Regions from separate parts of the Sus scrofa genome. Here regions 1 and 2 are each linked to region 3. The links are chromatin contacts, called in public Hi-C and promoter capture Hi-C maps. All regions are on one chromosome and are shown on one strand. Each heading gives the region's core, a stretch centred on a gene start, on an enhancer-like site or on the middle of the called end of the contact. The rest is flanking DNA. Distances are from core to core; before and after follow the strand shown.

What was found. Promoter capture Hi-C pulls out the DNA fragments that hold promoters and counts their contacts. A called contact is a pair of places that touch in the nucleus more often than the background predicts.
Region 1: a contact with region 3 is called in a Hi-C map of liver, with 1.7 times the contacts expected there. The contact joins the promoter of YPEL1 here to the promoter of MAPK1 in region 3. A contact is called at or near these places in 7 of 47 Hi-C or Micro-C datasets (blood, brain, liver and 1 more) and 1 of 2 datasets of contacts at active chromatin or transcription factors (alveolar macrophages).
Region 2: a contact with region 3 is called in a promoter capture Hi-C map of liver, with 2.8 times the contacts expected there. The contact joins the enhancer-like site here to the promoter of MAPK1 in region 3. A contact is called at or near these places in 1 of 5 promoter capture datasets (liver), 5 of 47 Hi-C or Micro-C datasets (blood, embryonic fibroblasts, liver and 1 more) and 1 of 2 datasets of contacts at active chromatin or transcription factors (alveolar macrophages).

Annotation. Positions count from the first base shown.
Region 1 is chr14:50,189,257-50,192,130 of Sscrofa11.1, reverse strand. YPEL1 (protein yippee-like 1) reads right to left here and starts at 1,490. Exons shown (of 5, transcript XM_003132989.4): 1 at 1,313-1,490.
Region 2 is chr14:50,150,487-50,153,562 of Sscrofa11.1, reverse strand. It overlaps MAPK1 (mitogen-activated protein kinase 1), which reads right to left. Exons shown (of 9, transcript NM_001198922.1): 5 at 2,237-2,351; 6 at 1,919-2,050. Among named protein-coding and RNA genes, the nearest start is that of YPEL1, 39 kb to the left of the region's middle. Within about 2 kb of position 1,817, at least 2 of the 83 cell types and tissues checked have an H3K27ac peak or open chromatin away from gene starts, as enhancers often do. A contact at or near this core is called in liver, where this site is marked.
Region 3 is chr14:50,081,730-50,084,907 of Sscrofa11.1, reverse strand. MAPK1 (mitogen-activated protein kinase 1) reads right to left here and starts at 1,352. Exons shown (of 9, transcript NM_001198922.1): 1 at 1,063-1,352. The coding sequence starts at 1,178. It overlaps PPM1F (protein phosphatase 1F), which reads right to left. Exons shown (of 8, transcript XM_021073287.1): 8 at 1,861-1,994. The coding sequence ends at 1,882.

The sequences.
Region 1 (2,874 bases), core at 241-2,740, 110 kb before region 3:
AAACCAATATTTAAAGTCAGAAAAACTATGGGGACAAAGAATGAATATCTAAATTGATATATCTGAGTTCCCTTTGTGGCTCAGCAGTTAATGAACCTATCATTCATGAGGACATGGGTTTGACCCCTGGCCTTGCTCAGTGAGTTGAGGATCCGGCGTTGCCTTGAGCTGTAGTGTAGGTGTCAGAAGCCGCTCCAATCCCGCGTCGCTGTGGCTGTGGTATAGGCTGGCGGCTACAGATCCGATTGGACCCCTAGCCTGGGAACCTCCATATGCCAGGGGTGTGGCCCTAAAAAAAGACTAAAATAAATTTAAATATCTGATTCACTTTACTGTACACCTGAAACTAATATAGCAATACAGTAAGTCAACTATACTCCAATAAATAAAAAATCAGAGACTATTAATCAGATTGGTAATTAAGATCATTTGCCCAATCAGGCCAGGCCCTGTGCTACAGCTGCGGTAAGACATGGATTCCCCAGGTCCTGGATGAGGGGTTCCCACCGTGGAATAACTCTAGCTCCGTGGGATGCAAGGGGAGGGCGGTGGGTAGGGGGTGCCCAAAGGCTCAGAATTAGCACCCCTCAGACCAAAGCCCACGGCCAGGGCTTGGGGAAGCAGGGAAGGATTACAAAACTCCACACGGGGATGGAGCAGACTCCTGCCACATCTCCTAGAGCAGGGGGGAGGCTGGAGCGTGCGCAGGTGACACACCTGAAACTGATCCCCAGAGGAGGTAAGCTCAGGTAGTTTAGCAGAAAGAGGGACTGGAAGGTAGAAAGAGTACCATTCCTGGTAAAGGAAACAACAGGTTGAGGGGTGTGTTTCGCGGCGAGAAAGGAAGAAAAAATGCAACCGAACAGAAAAAGCTCGGGGGCGGGGACACTGATTCCTCTGAGGCATCGTCCCATCTTCCCTCCCTAGAGCTCCAGCGCCCGCAGGAGGCAGGCCCGGGGGAGGGACCACGGTTTTGGGGAGCTTAGGCTGTGCAAGCTTCGCACCCACAGAGCCCTGGTGGTGCCACAAGTGGTGGACGAAGGCGAGCGTTTCACTTCGGCCTCGACCTTCACGTGGGGAACTCGAAACGCCCCCTTTGCCATGAACTCGCCGGGAGGCCTCTTTTGTCCTCATTTCCCTCCCCAGTCGAGACCTTTTTCTAGAGGGAAAAGCCTATTACCATCGGGCGCGGAGCTCCTTCCATCCCTTCTCCGGGTCAGGGGGAGAGAGAACGGGGGAGACGCTCCCGGTCCCGCCGCCCTCCAACCAGCCCAACGACGCCCGGTGAGCACCCCCGGCCCGCCCTACTCACGGCCGCCCGCCGGTCCGCGCCCCGGCCCGCAGCGCCCATCGGCACGGCCTCGCTCAGCGCGGGCGCGGCTCTCCGGAGGGCCCGGCGCGGCCCGGGACGCGCTGCGGCGGTTGGCGCCTGGGCCGCGCGCGAGACATCCCCGCCGCCGCCGCCCGCGGGCCGCCTGCCCTTTGTTTTGGAGCTGCGGCCCCGCCGCGCCGCCGTTAACGGCCTCGGAGCGCGGCACCGGCCAATCAGCGCCCGGCCCCGCCGCAGCCCAGCCCCGGCCCCGCCCCGGCGCGCCTCCTCCTGTAGCTCGGCCCGCTAGCCCTCTGCAGGGCGGGGCGGGGCGCACGTGCGCCGGGGCGCGCCGCGCTCCCATTGGCCTGCCGGCGGAGCGCGTCCTCGGACCCAGCCTGTGAGGGTCGAGGGGCGCGGGGTGGGGCCTGGTGGGGCGGGCTCAATGAGGAGCTCAGCGCGCCGGCGCGGATTGCCTTGGGTTGGGCGATCCGCCTGCACGGGTCTCGGGCGGTGGGGACTTCGCACCCCGGAAAGGCCCCGGTCACCCGCTTTTCCCGACATTCGTGCGTTGGCCGAGAGGACTGGGAACCTGGGGCGCGAGTGGGGCTTCCTGGCCGGACCCCTTGGCCACCCCATCCCGGAGCGAGTCCTCCGCGTCGCCTGCCCAGACCCCCTCTAGTTCGCTCGGAGCCGCTGGACTTGAGCGCCTCGGATTGCGCACCTGGCCTGACGGGAAGCCCTTGGCCCGGCAGCTCCGTCTGCCCCTTAACCGCACTCCGTCCCCCAGGCCTCCCTGGCGGTCTTCGTGTGGGTCCCAAAGCCTTTCTCCCTAGATTGGTGTTTAAATCACGTCGTCAGCACCACCATCGCGCACCGTCGAGGTCACAGTGTAGATACCATTTTTTACATGGTAGCACCCTTGAAGCTTCTTTCCTTTTTAGGATACAATGTATCTGCACGGCTCTCGGTGGCTTGGGTGAGCTCTGATTCACTGTTAGAGAGCGGCTATGTTTCCACAAGCCCGCCGCACAGGGTCTTGAAGCTGGTTCCTCAAAGGAGTGTCAGCATCTCTTCATTAACTATTAAGCCTTTCAGGTCTCCTTCAATTTCCAACTGAGTTTCTTTTTTCTTCTGAATTTCAGAATTCCTTAGATTGTTTTAAATATTAACTTTTAGTTGATTTTTTTTTTTTTTTTTTTTTTTTTTGCCTTTTCTAGGACCGCTTCCCGCGGCATATGGAGGATCCCAGGCTAGGGGTCCAATTGGAGCTGTAGCTGCCGGCCACAGCCACAGCCACAGCAACGCGGGATCCGAGCTGCGTCTGCGACCTACACCAGAGCTCACCGCAACGCCGGATCCTTCACCCACTGAGCAAGGCCAGGAATCGAATCCGCAACCTCATGGTTCCTAGTTGGATTCGTTAACCACTGTGCCACGACAAGAACTCTTTTTTCTTTTCTTTCTTTTTTTTTTTTAAGGGCAGCACCCACGGCATATGAAGGTTCCCAGGCAAGGGGTCTAATCAGAGCTACAGCTGCCGGCCTACACCACCACAGCAATGC
Region 2 (3,076 bases), core at 568-3,067, 68 kb before region 3:
GCTTGTGCATATGCTTCCCTGGATGCAGATTTTATTTCCCCTCAAAGACTGAAGTCTCTTCAAGGCCTGGATGACGACCAACAGCACTCCTGACTCCCTGACAGCCCCCAGAATGCCACATTCTCCCTCTAACCTAGGTCGGGGGGGGGGGCACCTGACTAGCAGTGCCCACCTCACCTACCCAGCAACAATCCCATCCCAAGTCAGGGATGCCACCTGTCAACTCCATCCTCAACTAGAAGTTCTGAGCAGGGCCAGAGAGAATGGCCGCCTTGCGGACTAAGCCACCGCTGCAGTGCTTCTCCAGCTTTCTGATCTCAGAGCCAGACTCTCAAAAGCTCAGGTGCTGGCAGTCTCCCTCTGCTCCAAGGCAGGTGGGCAGAGAGAAAGAGTAAAAAACATTCAAGTGCTGTTAAGAAAGTGGTTTTAAGCTCACGACCCCCTGGAAGAATTTGGGACCTCAGAGGCCTAAGGAGCACTCTGCCAAGAACTCAAGACTCTTCATCTCACTGAGGCCCCCAGCAGCTCTGGGAGAGACTTCTCAGCCCTTCTCTACCCACACGTGGATCCCCCTTCCTGCCTGCTGACCCACACTTCTCTCGGCACATCCTACACCACAGCTCATGGCAACGGTGGATCCTTAACCCACTCAGTGAGGCCAGAGATCGAACCTGCATCCTCATGGATGCTAGTCAGATTCGTTTTCACTGAGCCATGATGGGAACTCCAAATATTGTTAGTTTTTAAACTATGATTTTTTAAAAAGTATTTTATGCATTCTCTTGGGAATCACTTTGATGTGTGAGTAATGATTTAAACTGATTTTCTTCCAAAAAGCTATTCAACTAGCCCAGTACCATCTGCTGAATAATAATCATTTCTTCCACCTCACTGGAGTAATTTTGGAGAGAAATCTACAATACTACTGGTTCAAGGGACTAAGCAGTCAGAAAATTTCTAACAAACACGTGAAAAAATATTCATATTCACCCTCACTTTTAATTAAAGAAAAACAAAAATGCCACTTCTCCCTTACTTGGTTGGCAAACCCAAAAAGGTTCAATACCCAGAACTGTTGGAATAAAAGACATGTGACACAACTGCCAAACTGCCCTCCAGAGACTCAAATGACTTAGACCCCACAGATTCTCTGAGGATCTCTCCTCCTCCTGATTCCTATGCTGCTAAAGTCGAATGTATCACTGTTTTTTTAAATGGAACATGTTCTTGGTATCATATCTAAGAAATCTTCACCTAACTTAAGGTCACAAAGACTCTATCCTATTCTCTTCTCAGAGCTGAATAGTTGTAGTCCTTATATTTAGGTCTATGTTATTTATTTATTTATTTTATTGCACACAAATGTTCCAGCACCATTTGCTGAGGAGACTGACAGGCACCAGTACAAACTTAAATCTCACATGCATGATACTGAGTGGAAGAGTCCAGATATCAAAGGCTACATATGACATCACTGAATTGCTATGACATTCTGGAAAAGGCCAAGCTATTGGGACAGAGATCAGAGTAGACACGGTTAGGGACCTGGCAAGGGAGCTGATTACAAAGGGGCAGGAAGCAACTTCTGGGGATGATGGAAACACTCCATATCTTATCTGTGGTGGAAGTTACAGGACTGTACCCATCTGTTAAAATCCAAAGACCTGCACAACTAAAATGGGTGAGTTTTACTCTATGTAAATTACTCTACGATAAACCTGACTTTAGAAAGCAGAAAACAAGACACTCCCCTGCACACCCCCTTAGCCTGTAGCCACCACTCCTAAATAAACGGGGGAAAGCAATGAAGAGCAACACCAAAAGCATTATCCGATAACTACAGAGTGACCTCATGCTTTATTGAAGAAAACAAATATAAGCTAAACCTAAGAAAAATAATCAATGAAATCCTATTTACCTTTGGAGTCAGCATTTGGGAACAGCCTGTTCCATGGCACCTTATTTTTGTGTGGAAGAGAAAGCAAATAGTTTCTAGCTTTTAAATTTATTATACAATTCAGGTCTTCCTGTGATGGGGATCCAAGAATACCTATCAGATAAAATAATTAGCTGTTAATCATCAAAGCCAAAGTAAAGCAATCTCACCCATCAGGAGTGGGGCGGAAGGGACCCTGGTACCAAAGTCCTCTCACCACCTCCCAATGCTTTCTTCCCTCATCAAAGAAGATAAGAAAGTTCCTGCCCATCACAGGCTGAGCATGCTCAGAAAGCTTACCCAGAATGTGGTTCAGCTGGTCGAGATAATGCTTCCCCGGGAAGATGGGCCTGTTGGAGAGCATCTCTGCCAAGATGCAGCCGACAGACCAGATGTCGATGGACTTGGTGTAGCCCTGCAGCGGGAAAAAAGACAAGATGAGTGTGACTGTGGCTCTCCATGACACGGGACCTTCCTGCACATAGGCAAGGGGCCACTGAGGGTCAGCTTCTCCTTTGGCTTCGTAATTCAGCAATCAATGAAGATCGCATGGAGAGACAAATAATAATTTGGTTTTAAGATGTTCAACCTTCCCAAACACTAACGTGAACTTCCTCAACACTAACACAAACCAGGTGTGCCCCTTGACAGGACAGAAACACGGTCTCTAGACTATTCATGGCCCAAATGCACGACACAAAACTGAGGTATGTGCTAAAAAAGAGCTAGCCCGCATCCTTCAAGAACATCGAGGTCAAGAAAAGCTGAGGAACTACTGAAGGAGACTAAAGCAACAACGCAGCATATAAACCAAACAGGGAGAAAAGCCACAGAGGTTATTATGATGACAGTGGATGTGAACAGTGCAGAGACACTGGTCAGCACTCACACTTCTGATCACCATGCGTAGTCACACTGGGGGATCCCCTCTTTCTCTGGGCTGGACAAGAATCTACAGGGCGTCCCTCCCTGAGGGCTGCCCAGCGATAGCAGCACCACCCCTCCCAGCTATGAGAACATGACCGCAAAAGTGAAAGTTGCCCCCGGCAAGACTTGGGGAGAGCTGACCAAGGGTGGGATGCAGTGATCGGAGAGGCGCACCCTCCAATCCTGTAACACAGCAGCACTATCCCAGCTGCA
Region 3 (3,178 bases), core at 103-2,602:
AGCACAGTACCTGCCACGCAGCATTCAGTATTAGTTTTTTTCCTTCGTTCAACACAAAAGACACTCACAAGATTTAGGTATAAGGGAGTCCACACCTGCACAAGTCTTCATCAGCACAAGACAGCTAGTTAGTACTAATTTAAAAAAAAAAAAAAAACGAAAAAAAAACACCGTCACCTCCACTCCACAAACGTTTCTGAGGGATCTGCATCAAGACGAGGGAACCAGCATGTGACACTGCAAGAACTCCACCAGGACTGCATACATATTGACCACTAAAGCATTGACAGTAAAAGTCCACAATAATTGTGCTAAAACGTCTGGATGCCTTTATGCTGGTAATAGAGTTCAAGCGAGATAAAGGAAAAAGAAGCCAATTTAGGCCCAACTCCAAATGACTCCTTAATAAATCAAGAGAGGGATGCTGGTTTATCTTTCCTAAAACGCGGACAGTACGATATTAAAACCCATTTAAAAACTTCATCAAGAATGAAATATGCCAAAACAAACATTGACGCCACTAATGCTTTTTCAAAAGCCTGCGCAGGAGAGCACCGCTGGCACCACCGAAGGTATCTGATGAAAGCCGTGCGTGGAAAACGCAGGCGAGGGAAGGAAAATAACAGACGGTCATTTCGGGGCGGGGCACACACGCCGCGGCCGCCGCCGCCAGCATCTGAAGGAATTCGCGGCTTCCCACCCCGGCGCGAAGAGCAGGCCGCGCGGCGCACACCCAGGCCGGGGAGGGGGGCGGGGGGGGCGGAGGGGGCCTAGGTTCCCGGGCCGGGGTCCTGGATCCAGTGTCCACCCCCCGCCCCCTCCCCGCGCCGAGCAACGCCCCAGCCCGACCAGCCCCGCCCCGACCGAGGCCCCGCTGCGGTTGGCGGCGCAGCGGGCCTGGGTCGGAGGTCGGAGGTCCGGGTTGGGGTAGGGGCTGGGTCCGCGTCCGGGGTCGGGGTCAGGGTCGGGGTCCGGAGAGCAAGCGGGGCAGCAGCGGTGAGCCCGGCTGGGGGGGAGGGGAGGGCGGCGGGCGCGGCCAGGCCGCGGGGCATGGACACTCACCACACCATGCCGTAGGCGCCCTCGCCGATGTAGGAGAGGTTGGTGTAGCGCGGCCCCACGTCGAACACCTGCCCGCGGACCATCTCGGGGCCCGCGCCCGCCGCCGCCGCCGCCATGTTGGCTGCCGGGCCGCCGCCGCCGCCGCCGCACTGGGCTCGATGCTCCGCGGCCGCTGCTCGGCCCACGCTGCACCAACGGGGAGACCGCGCCCCAGCCGCTGCAGCCGCCGCCGCTGGCCGGGAAGAATCAGTGAGGGACCCGCTCGGGAGAGGTAGATAGCCACCGACCGCTCGTACCGACTGCCCGCCTGACTGACTGACGGGCGGGCCGGCGGGCGGAGGGAGGGGCGCGCGCCGAGGAGGGCGCCGGGGCAGGGCCGTAGGCGTGAGCGCGGATTGGCTCCCGCGGCCTGGGGGCAGGGCTGCGCGGCCGGCGGAAGAGGCGCGTTGGGGGCGGAGCACTGCAGCGGCGGGGCGGGGCGCGGTCACGTGCGCTCGCGGGAGGCGGCGGGGAAACGCTGAGGACTCCGAGGCGGGGCGAGCTTGCGGGGCCGAACGGGCGGGGCAGCGGGCCGAGAGAAGCTCCGGGCGGCTCCCTCCGAGTAGGAGCGCGACCGGGGCGGATTCCCCCCGCCCCCGCGCGCCGAGCCAGGTTTGTGAGAGTCCGGGGCCCATACAGATTAGAGGCCTCGAGACCCGCACAGAAGCCGGAAGGGTGACCGAGACCGAGAGAGATATTTGCATCCTGAGAAAGTGTGAAACCCAGAGTGGGAGGCGGAGACAAGAAGCCCGGACGCGGCCCGCTCCGGCAGAGGCTCGTTCAACAAGTGTCACCGCGTTCCTGCGCGTCCACCCTCCTCGAAGCTACCCTCCAGGAGATGATGGATGGACGGTCGATGGATCTGAAGGAAGACTCAAGTTGTCTGCGAAGTACTGCGAAGAAAAGGAGAGCAGAGTAAGGGGTTCGGGAGTAGTGGGTTGAGACCCTGAGAAAAACACTGAGATTCAGAGACTGGCACCCAAGTTGGTACAGATGGGCAGGATCTTACCCAGGTAGAAACGCGAAAAAAACAAGTATTAACATCTAGAGAAAACGAGTTAGACGCACTGAGGTTCAGAGATTGTCACAAAAATGGAAAAGAATGTATATATGTATAACTGAATCACTTTGCTGTATAGCAGAAATGAACACAACATAAATCAACTGTAACTTTAATAGTCACAAACACCAGAGGTTGAAAATAAAAGGCAGAATCTTGAAGCAGGTGAATTCGATAAACAGCTAAGACAATGAGACAGAAGATGATCCAGCCCTTGCTTCTGAGCCACTTCATTGGAGTCACCTGCGTCGTCTTGGAAAGGGGACTAAGGGTGGGAAATTCTGCGTCCTGATTGTCTGACACTGTGATCCAGAAAGCCTGGACTTCCAGTCATCAACAAAGATCAACTAGACAGTCTTGAAGATGAATAAGCAAAAGAGAAAAAAATCCTCTGGGGAAAAAAAAAAACATGTGGCATATGAGAAAATAAATAAAGGGCTACAGCCAAAAAGTACTCTTTTGAAATATGTTTAGTCCATAAAGTAGAACCCAACACCTGATTCTTATTCCTTTTTTTTTTTTTTTTTTTTTTTTGTCTTTTTGCCTTTTCTAGGGCCACTTCCCACGGCATGTGGAGGTTCCCAGGCTAGGGGTCTAATCAGAGCTGTAGCCACCGGCCTATGCCAAAGCCACAGCAATGCAGGATCCTTAACCCACTGAGCAAGGCCAGGGATCAAACCCTCAACCTCAGGGTTCCTAGTCAGATTTGTTAACCACTGAGCCATGACAGGAACTCCCTGATTCTTGATTAAAAGAAGAACTTGCATCTTTTAAAGGACAGGCCAAGATAAATAGAGGGTACCATGAAATTAAAACCACAATAGCCAAAGTAAAAGCAATGGTTGGAGCTGTAATAAGCAGACTTAACAGTGTAGAAGAGCAAGTCAGCAGGATAGGAGACGACTATGAGAAAAAGCTGGTGATGAAATTCTTTAAGAAGAAAATGTACAAGAGAACAAACACCACAAAGTCAAACTACAGGCACCCCCTCCCCAAAGAAGACAGAGCAAATCACTT